Linked DNA regions of Mus musculus: region 2 is linked to region 1. A link is a contact called in public promoter capture Hi-C data. All regions are on one chromosome and are shown on one strand. Each heading gives the region's core, a stretch centred on a gene start, on an enhancer-like site or on the middle of the called end of the contact. The rest is flanking DNA. Distances are from core to core; before and after follow the strand shown. Region 1 overlaps Il17rb (interleukin 17 receptor B). Region 2 holds the start of Gnl3 (guanine nucleotide binding protein-like 3 (nucleolar)).

What was found. Promoter capture Hi-C pulls out the DNA fragments that hold promoters and counts their contacts.
Region 2: a promoter capture Hi-C map of liver shows a contact between it and region 1, with 4 times the contacts expected there. The contact joins the promoter of Gnl3 here to the enhancer-like site in region 1. A contact is called at or near these places in 4 of 39 promoter capture datasets (hippocampal neurons, liver, neutrophils and 1 more) and 1 of 115 datasets of contacts at active chromatin or transcription factors (embryonic stem cells).

Annotation. Positions count from the first base shown.
Region 1 is chr14:29,993,572-30,000,649 of GRCm38.p6, forward strand. It overlaps Il17rb (interleukin 17 receptor B), which reads right to left. Exons shown (of 11, transcript NM_019583.3): 8 at 6,764-6,829; 9 at 5,673-5,772; 10 at 4,438-4,533; 11 at 2,597-3,618. The coding sequence ends at 3,053. It also overlaps a transcript of Actr8 not described here. Among named protein-coding and RNA genes, the nearest start is that of Mir6947, 8.2 kb to the left of the region's middle. Within about 2 kb of position 2,655, at least 34 of the 459 cell types and tissues checked have an H3K27ac peak or open chromatin away from gene starts, as enhancers often do. A contact at or near this core is called in liver, where this site is marked.
Region 2 is chr14:31,015,022-31,022,099 of GRCm38.p6, forward strand. It overlaps Gnl3 (guanine nucleotide binding protein-like 3 (nucleolar)), which reads right to left and starts at 4,110. Exons shown (of 15, transcript NM_153547.6): 1 at 3,908-4,110; 2 at 2,787-2,845; 3 at 2,255-2,392; 4 at 2,036-2,146; 5 at 1,806-1,886; 6 at 1,301-1,433; 7 at 254-363; 8 at 1-5. The coding sequence starts at 3,920. Pbrm1 (polybromo 1) reads left to right here and starts at 4,117. Exons shown (of 33, transcript NM_001081251.1): 1 at 4,117-4,272. It overlaps Snord19 (small nucleolar RNA, C/D box 19), which reads right to left and starts at 1,251; the gene lies at 1,198-1,251. It overlaps LOC115488429 (a small nucleolar RNA gene), which reads right to left and starts at 205; the gene lies at 127-205. RefSeq lists an enhancer at 4,820-4,848.

The sequences.
Region 1 (7,078 bases), core at 1,405-3,904:
GTGTCTGTCACCAGGCTTGTCCTGGGGAGGACTGGGAGGCAGGTAACAGTGGGTCAGATGAGCCGCGGGATCACCATGGACTGTAGCAGTCTCGGGTGCACAGCCCTGCTGGCGCTGTAAGAGTAACCAGCTAAAGCAGCTTCGAGCAAGCGGGGCATACTATTTGGAGATGTACTTCCTCATTTGAAAATTACCTGCTTTTTATGTTTTGGATCAAATGTATAGGATATGCTTTTATGTTTCTGGGCTGATTGGACAGTTGACACTCATCCCTGCGCTCCCCGAAGCACAGTGCGCCTGTTGTGACCATTCCGCACATGAAGGTCACTTACAGTGGTAGGTGTTGATGTGGAGGAAGTTGGTTTGTGGTCCAAGTTTTGGCACAAGCTATATCCATCTGTTAGCAGCACTTTTACAAGCTTCTGGCAACTGTCTTCCCAAATAGCCGAGCCTTGCCACGCCTGCACTGCCTCTGACATCATACACTGGATGTGACGCTCGTGTGCCACGCCTGCACTGCCTCCACCTTATCAGAGTATTTGCTGATGAAGTTGGCTGCAGGGTTTTTATTTTATTTGTAAGACTTGTGCTAGAGTGAATGAATCCCTTTTACATTGGCTCTTTAGCACACTTTTTGTATTGCTGTGGATTGAAACCAGGACCTTGTACATGATGTACAAATGCTCGAACATGACCTTTTTTTTTTTTGAAACAGAGTCTTTCCCCAGAACCCACGGCTCTGTTTGCTTCCTTCCAGTGCACTGCAACTTAAAATGTGTGCCCCAGGGAACTGGAGAGGCAGCTCAGTGAGGAAGGCCACTCGCTGCTCTTCTGGAAGATCTGGGGTTCAGGTCCCAGCGCAGGTCAGGCCGCTCCCAACCATCTGTAGCTCCAGCCCTAAGGCATCTGAGGCCTTTGGCCTCTTGTGAGTCATACTTCTGAGTGGATAGATACTCTTGTGAGTGGATACTCACATGCACATACCCATTGCAGATACACACACACACCCCTAAGACATAATTAAAAATACATAGTTTTTAAAAGTGTTTGCTACTTACCGGATCAATTACAAACTTGCTTTTGTTTTGTTTTTTGTTTTTTAAACAAGGTTTCTCAGTTATGTAGCCCTGGCTGTCCTGGAACTTACTGTGTAGACCAGGCTGGCCTCGAACTCAAGAGATTTGCCTGCTTCTGCCTCGGAGCCCTAGGATTAAAGGGGTGTCCAACATGCCAGACCTTCAGGTACAGATATCAAAGCAGTCAACTACCTGAAACAGGGTCCCATTTCAAAATAGATTGATCGTGCGTTATGAAGCCATACTAGACAAATACTTATGATAATATACATTGCTGTAGTTTCTACATTAAGAAAAAGCTGCTTTGAGAACGTAAGGAGCTAGAAGATTCAAGACCTAGCAAGGCTGTATACTGTTCCTGCTTGTTCTGGTTGGGGGTTTATTTTAGATTTAAATTAAGATTTATTTACATTGGGGTATAGCTAGATAGCGAATCAGTTAAGAGCATTTGTTCTTGCAGGAGACTGGGATTGGATTCCCAGAGTCCACATGGTGGCTCACATCTGTTCCTAATTCCAGTTCCAGGGCATCCGGCACCCTCGCCTGACCTCAGGCACCAAGCACATGTGGTACACAGACATACATGCAAGCAAAGTCCTGCTGTATATAAAATGTCTTTGTAAAATGCATGGAGAGTGGCCTGGGAAGCCAGAGAGGGTTATCAGATCCCTTTGACACTGGAGTTAAGGTGGCTATAAACAGCTATGTGGTTGCTGGAAACCGAACCAAGTCCTCTGGAAGAGCAGCCAGCGCTCTAAGCCTCGGAGCCACCTCTCCAGTTCTTGGTGGGTTTTTATTTACGCAATTAGTTATAGAAAAAGATATATTACTTAAAGAGAGTTGATCTCACTTGAAGAATTAGTTTTGACTTGAATAGGAAATGTTATGTAATAACCAAGAACTCTGCGAACTTCAATAGTGGACAGGTAACTGGACAAAAGTAGACACTGGATTTATAGGTAGCAACTTGTGTTTGTTTGGGACAGAGCCTCACTCTGTCTCTGGCTGGCCTCACACACCCAGAGGTCCTCCTGCCTCTTCCACTTGAGTGCTGGGATTAAAGGTATGTGCCACGTGCCACCACATCCAGCTGGTGATGTGGGGCTTTGGTTGATTGGTTAGTTTTTTTGGTTTTTCCAAGACAGGGTTTCTCTGTGTAGCCCTGGCTGTCCTGGAACTCACTCTGTAGACCAAGCTGACCTTGAACTCAGAAATCCGCCTGCCTCTGCCTCCCGAGTGCTGGGATTAAAGGCGTGTGCCACCACCGCCCTGCTGGTGATATGCTTGCATATTCACTTAGAGAGTCACCCGTGGGAGACTGAGGTGTAATTCAGTGTCAGAGCATTTGTCTAGTGTGCATAATACCCTGGGTTCAGTTCCTAGCCCTTCTAAGATAAAAGGTAAAGGTTACCTGTCCAAAAGTTTGGCAAGGGAAAGCACTGTCCCAACAGCAAACAGTACAGTGGTTACACATAAACTGGATCATCTGGTCAGGCAGAGTGTCTGCTTGTGTGTGTAATAGGCTTCTTCTCTTAGGAAGCTACACATTAGTGAGAGCCTCCCAAACGGATTATTCATTAACAGATTAAAATGTTACAAAACGGTCTACGTGCAGCATAGAGCATGGGCAGTGCAAGACAGACCCAACCTGACAGACAGCCTGACAGGGAAGTGCCGTATTACCTCATGGCCAGAGTGCGTGGTTCTCAGTGATAATCATTACCCAGCTTTGGGTATATCCCAAATGTAGGTCCCACTCATTATTGTCTGTAACTGTGTTGTCTTCATAAATCCAGCCAATGACTAGCCTCAGGCGTGTATGCTCAGGTTGACTTTGCAAACTCCAGTTTTAAAGCAAGTTTGTACATAGCACTACCTCCACACAGCCTCTCCCACACATTTCAGAGTCGTCACACAGCATTTGTCACTGGAAGGGAGAGTAGGAAGGCTTCAGAGTCTCTATTCCCCCGGGTGGACTACAAGGGTGAACAGCTATCATGGCAGGCTTGTGAGCGTTTCTTCACTGACATGCTCTGCGTAGCCTTGAGAAGTTCTGTGTGGAAAGCTGTGGCGTCCTTCATGAGATGATATTGGGGGCAGACACTCAGGGCATTATAGTCGCCTTTGAGGTCTGCTCCCCCAAGATAGACCACCAGGTATTTGTGCAGATGCGTCTGGCTGCTGAAATCACTACAAAAGAGGTTAAAGGCAAGAGGGAACAGATCCTGAGAGTTCTCCCTGGCGCTGCCCTCATTGTGGCCACAGGCACTGTCACAAAGGGTCGGGACGTCACTGGGAAGAAGGAAGACCACTTTATCTGCCGCTTGCTTCTGAGTGGTCAGCCACTGTACCGGCCCCATCTCGGCGATTTTCTTTTTCTGCCATTTTTCAAGGATGACCTCACTTCTGCAGTAGTTTTGAAGAAAGTCAGTGAAGCGACAGACGGTGTGATGGAAACATATCTCAGAAGGATAAACCACCAGGACCTTAATGAGGGGCAGGAGCATGGTGGAAATAGGAAAGGACGTCTTCGTGCTCCTTCCTGGAGGAGAAGGGGGGGACTTTGTTAACTGTGTGACAGATAGCAGGCCTTTACAGTAGTCTAAAACTACTAAAGGCTCCCCACCAGACTGTCAGCCAGATCAGGGTCAGAGCTTTGTTCCCGACAGGAGAAAAGGTCCTTGATAGTCCTTTTGAATACCTGAAACACTGATGCTTGAATCTTAAAAGCACTTGAAAAGATGTATTTTTAAGTCCTTATCAACAAATCAGCCTTCATAGTCAAGCCCTGTTCTTTTCAGATAAACTCAGCAGCTGCTGAGGTTTGAGGTCACTGTGTTTAAAGCAAGCTGCTGAAACTTCTGTACTGTGACACAGATGTGACCTCTACTTATCATTTTAGGAGTTGGGTCAACTGTGATTTGTACCATTTTCTCCCTGCAGGTGGTAGGGTTCTTCTACCCCTATGAAGTTCAGCCACACCCTGTGCACCACAGCAAGACTATGTAGAAAGCTACTGTAACCCTGTAGTAGCATGGCACCAACAGCATCCTCTAGATGCAGATATTCCTGAGGTGAAAGTTCATGTGGCTTTCTTAGCTTAAAAGTACGGAGTTAATCTTTGGCCATGACATAGGAATAACTCCCAGGGTACACTAAGAGCTTCTTTTTGGTTTTTTGAGACAGATCCTCATGTAGCTCAAGCTAGCCTTGAACAGTAATTCATAACATCCTTGGACCCCTGACCCCACTTCCTCTTCCTCTCAGGGCCTCAGAGTGCAGGTTTATGCCAGATTTCTTTTTCTACATATGCAGATAGGATCTCATTAGAGGGTCTTCAGAAAGTGACCACCACCCTTACCTTGCCTCCAAGTTAGGTAGATCCCAGCTGCCAGCACCCACACAGCCACCAGCAGCACCAGGAAGAGAGGCAGCCAGCCTCCCAGCATGCGTCTGTCTGCAGGAAACAGCTCAGTCACCCTTTGTAAACAGATTCTTTTACTCTCCTTGGAAGTTTAGACCTTGCAAACCAAGGGCTGGAAGGTCTTGGGGGGAGGGAGGGATCTGCTGATTAAGGGTTCTTTGCCAGTATCCAGATCTCTTCCAAAAAATGTATTATTGTGTAATGAATGATGGTTCAGCCATCACAGGCTAGGCTCACAACACTGACAACAAAAGTAGTAGTGTGATGTGTGCAAGCGCAGGCCCTCGTGCCACAGCGTATGCGTGGTAGGCAGCTTTGGATATGCGCTCTTTCCTTTGACCATGGGTTCCAGGAGAGATCCAACCCAGGTTGTAAAACGTGTGTAGCAAGTGACTGTCCCCACTGAGTAACTCACCAGCGTTCTCCCTGGATTCTCAACAGGAACTGGGAGCCCTTCTCTAAACTCAGGCTTCTAGTCCTCAAGCACACGAATTAGCACTGTGGCAACTAGAGTTTGAACACTCGAGTTTTGTCATTTGAAGAATTTCTGATCCTCGGGATGAACTTATATACATAATACACATACACATATATATATACACATACACACACACACGTGTACCCACATAGAAGTCAGGGTCCTAGGGTAATTATCAAAAGCTTATTTGGCTGACTCTTGTCTTTCGGCCCCACCCATGGGCTAGGTTCAGAACATTCTCTATGTCCATAAAAAGAACCGAGGCATCTCTAAATCCAAAGACATTTTCCAGAACAGGCTCGCAGGCACCAGGGCGGTGTCTTTTGGTGCCAGTGTTCCTGATTTGTTAACCAAATAAGATTCAGAGAGAATGTCTTGCAGCACTGCTGACACCAGTCCTTGGTTCCCATTCTGTAGCCTCGTGGCACTTAGAACAACTCCTGTGTGCTCTTCCCCACCCCCACCCCACCCCCGTGTATACCCTGCTTTTGAAAAGAGAGGGCCTTCATTTCAAACAAGCCTTTCTTACTTGGCCATTAGCTCTCTGGGGCAGCATAGTCTGTCAGAGCAGTTCCCGGCACACAGGCCGGGACCTCTTACTGCTTCTCACAGACAGAGCATAACCTGTTACATATGAAAGGGGCTGTGTGCTTCATGAGTCTCTGTCCATCCTGAGGTAATGACGGGTACTTACTGTCATCTGGAGGGATGGGAGCACTTGTCTCTGAGCAAAGCACAACTGTCCCTTCGCGTCGGATGCAGTCATTGCCGCAGGTATGTAAATATGGGGTCAGCTGAGAAGAAGGGCCAATCAGAATGTTCTCAGGAAATGCCTCAGGAAATGTTCTACAGTGTCCCACTTGAAACACACCCCCCACCCCTTTTTTTCTCTTTTCTTTTCCTTCCTTTTCTTTCTTTTTCTCATACCTCTTGGCATGGTCAAGTTTCTGCTTGGTTACATTTCTGTAGCCCAACAAATCCAGTCTGGTGACCCCAAGACCAAAACTCCTGCAATGCCCTTGAACTTTGTGCCATCACTGACGTAGTATTTTCCCAATCTAAAAGGGCAGCTCCATCCTGATAAACATACAGATCTTGCCACTGGACAACAGGAGGTGTCTCCCTGGCCCTCACTTCCTGAAACGAGCAGTTGCTGTGGCCCCGGGGTCTGCTGTCCTGCTCACCCTGAGTGCTTGGTGCTCCAGGGAGTAGAGAGTGGCTTGGGTGTGGTTGTGTTGTACTGTGACCCCTGTATACCCATGTTGTATTCTACTGGGGATCTGACTTCCTGTTTCCACCTGGGCCACCCGAGGCCCCCAGAAGACAAACAGTGGCTCTCCAAAGTTCAGGCATTGCTCTGCACCCCAGTCTTTCAGCCCCAAACCTTTGCAGCTTCACCTCTCACTCGGGGGGAAGTAAAATGGCTGTCCTATCTCAGCATTACTCCTGGGATCCATGATAGTAAATAGAAGTGAAAACACTTTGGAAAGGCAACAGCCACCAGTCCAAACAAAAGACACTACAGCTGCAGAGTCAGCTTTCTGGTCTCACCATTGTGAAGACCAGTAAGGAGTCCCTGATAACACTGCTTGACTGGGGAGAGACTTGCCATCCTTAAAAAGAAGCCTCAGAAGGCTACTTTGTATCAGCTGTTGAATACCCAGAATTCAAGACATCCTAGATTTAGTCCCTAGCATCCCACCACACATGCACATACAGAAAGCATCCATGGTGGAGCGGTGCCCCTCCCGTGTCCCTCCCTTCCCAGACTCCGGTTTAACTCACCTGAACCACCGCACCTTCACTCTCCTCAGTCACCGGGATGGCTACAGACGTCCTCATCAGTTTATTCTGGTGCAGACAAGTGAGACGCGGACAAGAGCTTTAAGTCACAAGCGTGTACAGACTCCGTGATGAAGCCACTGTTCCTGACTTCTGATGTGTGAACTCTGAATGACTCACTCGAGAAGCCTAGAACTTCTGCCTTTAGTTGGTTTTAGACTCCTTGTCCCCAGATGCCTACAGGGACTTGTTTCTGCTACTCTAATCAAGGTAGCCCTAGCACGCTTGGACAACAGTTAGATACAGTTCTCTTGAAAG
Region 2 (7,078 bases), core at 2,860-5,359, 1.0 Mb after region 1:
TTTATCTTTAAACATAAAATATAGCAATTTTAATTCTGGTAAACATCACCAGGTGGAATACAAAAAGTATGACAGCAGAGAGAGTCCAGCTTTCAGAAAAACTGCTGGCCTCCACTACCTTTGCAATTTTTAATGAAATCAGAGTTGGATCTTCATGTTTTTCACTTTCATCAACATTTGTGTACTCATCACATTTCAATCATCACAGATCTGAAGAAACCAGTATTTCCCCCCACCACTAACAACAGCATACCTTGAATGTCTTTCTGTTCTTTAAGTTTGTTGAGGCTTTGAACACCACGGTTGGCAATTCTTTATTCAAATAATTTAGCCAGTTCTCCAAATTCTCCTTTGGTACTAGATCTGAATTGGGAAAGACACTTCAATTCAGTGGTTTTAAGACTAGTGTTAACTACTGATCTTACTAATCTGTACTTCCCCAATGTTTTGAGAGAAATTTAAGAGAAAGAAAATAAACTTCCTACCGCGCGGCCTGTGTCTTGAGGTGTCCCATCTCCACCTCTCAGTCCCCACAGTCCCATGGCGTCCAGGCCGGAACTGAGGATGCCCTTCAGCTCTGGAACCTCCCCTCGCCCCTCAGCGATGGGATCACAGAGGGGTACTAGCACGCTTGGTTTTATGTGGTGATGAGGAACAAACCACCTTTCCTGAGTACCAGGCAGGCACTGGACCAACTGAGCCACGTGTGAACCTCAGCATCTCCAGGATTGCTCACTCAGCCTAGGCACGAAGTCAAGTCACGCCTGTTCCCAGAATTACTTGTTACTGTGGCACCAGTTTTCTAAGCCCAAGGCACATTCTTACATTCTTCTCTCCAGTATCTTTCCCTTGTCCCTTATATTTATTGAGGCTTGAACATATTTATTGAGGCTGGCAATTTAGCTAGTTGCCCAAATTTTTCTTTCTTCTGGGCTCTCTTCCTGGTGCTTAAACCCACCCAGATATCTAATAATTTTATTTAATATTTTATCCCACATAGTAACTTTTCTTGTACCCCAGTTTAAATGGCAAACGCTCACATCAGTTCCTATATGAAATAAAGTGGTTATGGAAACTCACATTGAAGCTAAATATTAAAAAGCAGAACAGAAAAAGCCAAGTGAATAATCACTTGCAGAAACTACCTCCCCCCAGGTCTTTGGCCACCAGAGTGCACATTCATTGGCTTTGTTGAGGTCAGAGTTGGATCTTATCAGTCTTCAGTGGTAATCAGACTGTCCGATATTTTCCTCATACCTCATAGTGCACAAAATAGATAAAGGGGAGTGTTTGTACTCACCAGACTTATTTAATACAAGTATCAGCTTCTTACTCCCACTCTGGATAACAGCTTCTTCTATCTGAGGACACCTGCAACCAAGAGGATCTCTGGCATCCAAAACTTCTAACACAATGTCTGAGGCTTCAATCACCTGTCAAGTAAGAAACCATCAGAGCAGCAGTCCTTACTGAGTAGCACCCTCAACACTGACAGTGAATCCAGAAGATAGGATCTCCTGTATGCATTTCACTATCAAGTATGTTGACTGTTAAGTCTGGACATATAATCTACCCAATTGAGTCCTTAGGTTAACAGGCCTTTTTAGAAGGCAGGTAGGTGAGCTTGGGAAATGCATGCCTGAAATGGGGAGCTCTAGCAAGCAAGCACATTGGGAATCCACTGCCCACCCTTTAGACTCTGACTTCAACAGCGTTCTAAGAATTCCCTCTTTACAAAGCAGCTGTCAAGGACTAAGTTTTCAAAAATCTTAGATCATTTTTGACACTAACCTATACTAAGGTACCTTTTTAAGTTCCTGGCAATGTAACTTCTTTGGATTCTGTTTGCCTGCTTTGGCTTTCTTTCTTTTGGGCTCGTCAGATTCCTAAAAGGAAGAAAAATTAGAAACAGCAGTTGTTACCAGTATATCAACATTTCCCACAGATCACTACAGGCAATATATTTTAAATGGATGAGAAAGCCTACGTTTTGTTACTCCCAAGGAACGCAAGTTTTAAGGAAAGATAACCTTACCTCCCTAGTTTCCACATTAGACTGCTCATCACCAGGGCTAACTTCAAGTTTTCTTTTCCTTTCTTGCTCTTTTTGCCTATCAAGTTTCTGCTGCTGTTTTAGTTCTTCAAGCTGTGTCAGAGACGTGAAAGAGAGGAATGAGCGAGTGACTGGTGGCAGTGTATTGCTTTGGAAACCACATATATCATTCTACTGGAGCTTTCAGCCAGCAAAAATTACCTGCTGTTTCCTTAGTTCAGCTTCACGAAGAAGAGCCTCTTTAAAGGGAGCACTATTTGGAACACCTGGGTCCTTCCTAGGCTTCTTGTGACCCCGTTTTTTAGCTTCCTTCCTTAATTTTCGATGATGTTCTCGGACCTATTAAAAACAGCTCTATGAGGTCGGAAGGCACTTGCCTTGGTTCAATCCTCAGTATTAATACAAAAGAAACAACTCGCCCTACAAAAATACATAAGCACTGAGAACTTAGGGAACAAGCCAGCCTATCCGCAATTTATAATGGATGTGAAGCACCCTAGAAAAGCAGAACTTCAACTGGAACTATACAGGGAATTAACATGTACACAAAAAACAGAAAAGTGTTGCAGCTCTCTGTAAAGATGCCAGTGTGCTAGCTTGAGGCTTTCGTTTACCCTGTACTTTCCCACAGCTGCAGTCTGTCCAATCCTATACCATGACAAGAGCCTTCCCCACAGAGATGAAGAAAGCCATGTTAGCACCCCACTTGCTATGGGCCTCACAGAACACTTACCTTTTTTTGAATTTTATATCGCTTATGGCAGGTCATACGTTTACTCGCTTTCTTTAACTCTGCCAAAACAAAGAAAGAGAAAGACTGCACACATGAGCAGTGAGTGTTTTAAATTTCTCACATCACCTATATGGATGTTTTGCCCTCTCTTGTCAGCAGACCAACCACGTGCATGTAGTGTTCTTGCAAAGGAAGCCACAAGAGGGCTTCATCACTTGTCCTTCTACAGACAGCATGGAGCTGCCACGTGGGCTGGGACAACCCTGGGTCTTCACTCCATACCCAAAATGTTTCATTTACTTATTTTGTGTGTAGGTCTGAAAGCAATTTCCAGGAGTCAGTTCTACCTATCATATGAGTTTGAACTCTTGACAGTAAGGCTTAGTGGCAAGTGTTTATAGCCATATTCCTGGCCCTCAAGAGATTGTTTTATCAGGCCATGGGGGCCTACAACAATAAGGCTATCCCGGGCAACATAGATCTTGCCTCAACCGTCCCTGCAAAGTTATGCAGGGTATTTAATGGAAATCACACCACAACGCCAGTCAATTCGACTCGGTGGACCCACAATGGAAGCAGCTTCTAGAGGAAAGCACTACAAATATCAAGGTTTCTTTCTTTATTTTTATTTTTTCGAGACAGGGTTTCTCTGTGTAGCCCTGGCTGTCCTGGTAGACCAGGCTGGCCTCGATCTCAGAAATTCGCCTGCCTCTGCCTCCCAAGTGCTGGGATTAAAGGCGTGCGCCAACACGGCCAGGCTCTTTTTTTAATTTTTAAGCCATGGTTTCAGTATACAGCCCAGGCTGGCTGCAAACTTTCTATCTTACTGCGTCATCCTTCGTGTACATGATTAGGGCGCGTGCCACCAAGGCCGAAAGACCATGGTTCTGAATAGTTCTAGGAAAACGGCAGGCTCGAAAAGAGGCTCAAACACGTTAATCACAGAAATCTGGCTCGGTTTTCCTCTCAAGGGCTTAGCTCTCCTGCTATACAACAGGCCAAATTTGGGTCTGGGCCTTCTAAGCATCAGATCTACGCGGAACTCATCAATGGCCTATGGAGAGTCCTCTCCCTCCAGCCACAAAGCACCACCCGCGCGTTTCGCTCCCGACCCCACTCACTAGGCCTCTTCATCCTGGCCGCGGACGCTTCAGGAGCAGAGGAGGTCTCGGGATCACCACGACTTCTCGGGCGCCACGTGCGAACTGGAACTGCGGTTCAACGTCACGCGCTCCAGGACCTGCCGGAAAGTGTGTCGGGGCCGGGCCGAGTGCGCGCGCACACACATACACTGTCGCGCCGAGCCGGGCTCGCCTGGCGGCCACAGGTTGGATTTACGGCAGCACTGGGAGGGGTGAGGGCGGTGAGGGCGGCGGGTGCCGGAGAGACGGCCGCGGCCAGAGGAGCGCTAGCAGCCGTGGCGGCCACGGGGCGGGGCTCGGCGGTCGGGGACCGCAGCCGGGGCTGCAGGCGGCGGAGCGGCGGGGTAAGGCCGGGCCCGGGGCGGGCGGGGCCGCCCCTCCTCGGCCGGCTGCCGGGCCTTTGTGTCGGCCCGGGCGGGCGGGCGGGCGGGCGGGAGTCGCGGCGGAGGCCCCGCCCCGTGGTGCGGACGCGCTGGTCGGGCAGGGCGCGGGGCGGGGCGCGGCACGGCACGGCGGCGGGGCCTCGGGACAGGGCCCAGCAGCCCGGCCGCACCTGCCGCCGGGACAAAGGCAGAGCAGGGCCCGGAAACTCCCTTCGCTGCTCTTTCCCGCCCGTCGCGGGCCGCCTTCAAAGCTGTCAACGTTTCCTTTAGCCCCAGAACCAGTGACAGGTCGGGCGAACTCTTCTTTTCCTCCGCCTCTCAAGGCCTCTTTTTTTTTTTTTTTTTTTTTTTTTTTTTTTTTTTTTTTTTGGTTTCTTGTGCGTTCGGCAAAAAACTCCCTATTGAGTTTTTGTTTTTGTTTTTTTCTTTCCCAATGATCGCCCAAACGGAATATTTTTTTGTTTTTGTCAGAGAGACTTACTTATTTACAGGCTAGGTACTTAAGCTTCTCATTTGTACCGTCACGACGAGTTGAGTTTTTGTAAACTGTATTTTCTGGTTTTAAAAGTATTTTCCGTTTCAAAATTTTGTTTTCTGAAGAAGTGAGTCTTATTTTAAGAAAATTTGATATCAAAGGGGGGACAAAAATATAAAATTCCTGGAAAACAAATGACAAATACACAATAGACCGGATGTAGGAATTCGAGGACTAACTATAGAAGCGTATGGTGGAATATGCTATCTTAATCCAAACTTTTCAAAACTTACTGTAGGAGCCAGGCACAGTAGAAAACACCTGTTCTAGCTCTTGAGTTGGGAGTATCGCAAGTTCCAGTGTACTTGGGTTACATAGTGAGACCTGCCATTAAAACAAAAAAGTGGTTATACGTTTCTTTCTTAACCCATTTGGTAGTAGGCTTTTCCCCCCAAAGTAATTCAGAAGCATATTGGATTCCAGATGTTGAGGAACATAGCTTTTGCTTTAGTAGTTTTTAAGATCCAAAATGAAAGATTGGAAAGTATCCTCGTTTATCTTTGAAGTGGCCTTACTTTGCTGCTAGATTTACCTCAGACTTCTGGATCACCCGCCTCAGTCTCCTGAATGCTGGGTTTACAGGCGTGTGCCACTGCTGGAGGGTGGGGGAAGTGAGGATAGTAACTGCTGAAGACATGTTTGGGATTAAAACAGTAACACCTGTATGTGCAGATGCACCTTAGAGTGTGAAACGTAGCTCAAGTACTAGTGCATTCCCCAAATCCCCATGCTATAGACCCGTCTAGTAGACTGTTAGGAAGACATCAGACATCATGAAAGAGAGTGCTGACTTGGTTACCTCTTCATTTTTATATCACTCCATTTATGGGAAAGATAGTTGGGTTGAACTGTAGTTGAGTTGGTAGAGAATCTGGTATATTTGTGAAGCACTGGGTTCAGGTCCGTATACTACATAAACTGGACATGGTGGTACATGCTATCCCAGCATTTAGCATGTGGAGGCAGGAGGCTCAGAAATTCAAGCCCTGAGTTCAAGACTAATATGGTATGGATGAGACCCTGTTGCAAAAAGAAAAGGAGAGAAAACAACAACAACAAAAGATAACATAAGGAGTAGGTAAATATTAAAGGCTCTGAGTGGCAGTGGTGAAGGTGGTTTTCCTGTGAGAAGTAGGATGGTAATTGCCTACTTATTACCACAATTTTTGTTTTAAGTATTTGTTACAATGCTGAATATTACTAAAAAACACAGAATACTAAAAGTATGTTGTCAGGTATTTGGCTATACTAGGTACTTACACAGTTCCATATTTTTTTTTTAATATTTATTTTATGTATATGAGTATACCATAGCTGTCTTCAGACACACCAGAAGAGGGCATCAGTTCCCATTACAGATGGTTGTGAGCCACCATGTGGTTGCTGGAAATTGAACTCAGGACCTCTGGAAGAGCAGTTAGTGCTCTTAACTGCTGAGCCATCTCTCCAGCCCCCACAGTTCCATATTCTTAAGTACTCTTTAAAAGACTTACTTGGTATATGTATGCCTGTGTCTGTAGAGGCTAGAGATCCATGGCATTGTTTTTCTATTGTTTGTTTTTTTTTAATTTATATTAAGATCTATTCATTTTTATCTTATGTGTGTGGATGTTTTGTCTCCATGTATGGCTGTGCCTCAAGAAATCAGAAGAGGGTCCCCTGGAACTGGAGTTACAGATGGTTATGGCTGCCATGTGGGTGCTAGAAATCTAATTCAAGCCCTATAGAAGAGTAGCCAGTGCTCTTGACCTCTGAGCCATCTCTCCAGGGCTACCTTATTTTTGAAGACAAATTCTCTCATTATATACCTGGAGTTTGCTGGGGTTTGACTAGGCTGATCGCCAGCAAACCCCAGTGATCTTAATGTCTTTACACCTCCTCTGTACCTTCAGTGATGGGGTCAGAGGGCCACACAGTTGTGCCTAGCTTTTGTTGTGGGTCCTGGGGATCTGAACTCAGGCCCTCATGCTTGCATGGCAAGTACTTTGATTTTCCTCTTCCCAGACTTCTGAAGTATTTATTGTGCACTGGGAGTATCCAGATTCATTGTCAGACACTTGCATTTTTTACTGTAAATAAGGCCATCCTAACATCTGAAATTAAACCCCAGAATCATTTGTTTTCTGCTTATGGATAAAGAAATAATGAAGTAGTACTTAGAGACTGTTTTTAAATTATGCAAAATTTTGTTTTTCTGCCTCCCAAGTGCTGGGATTAAAGGCATGTACACCA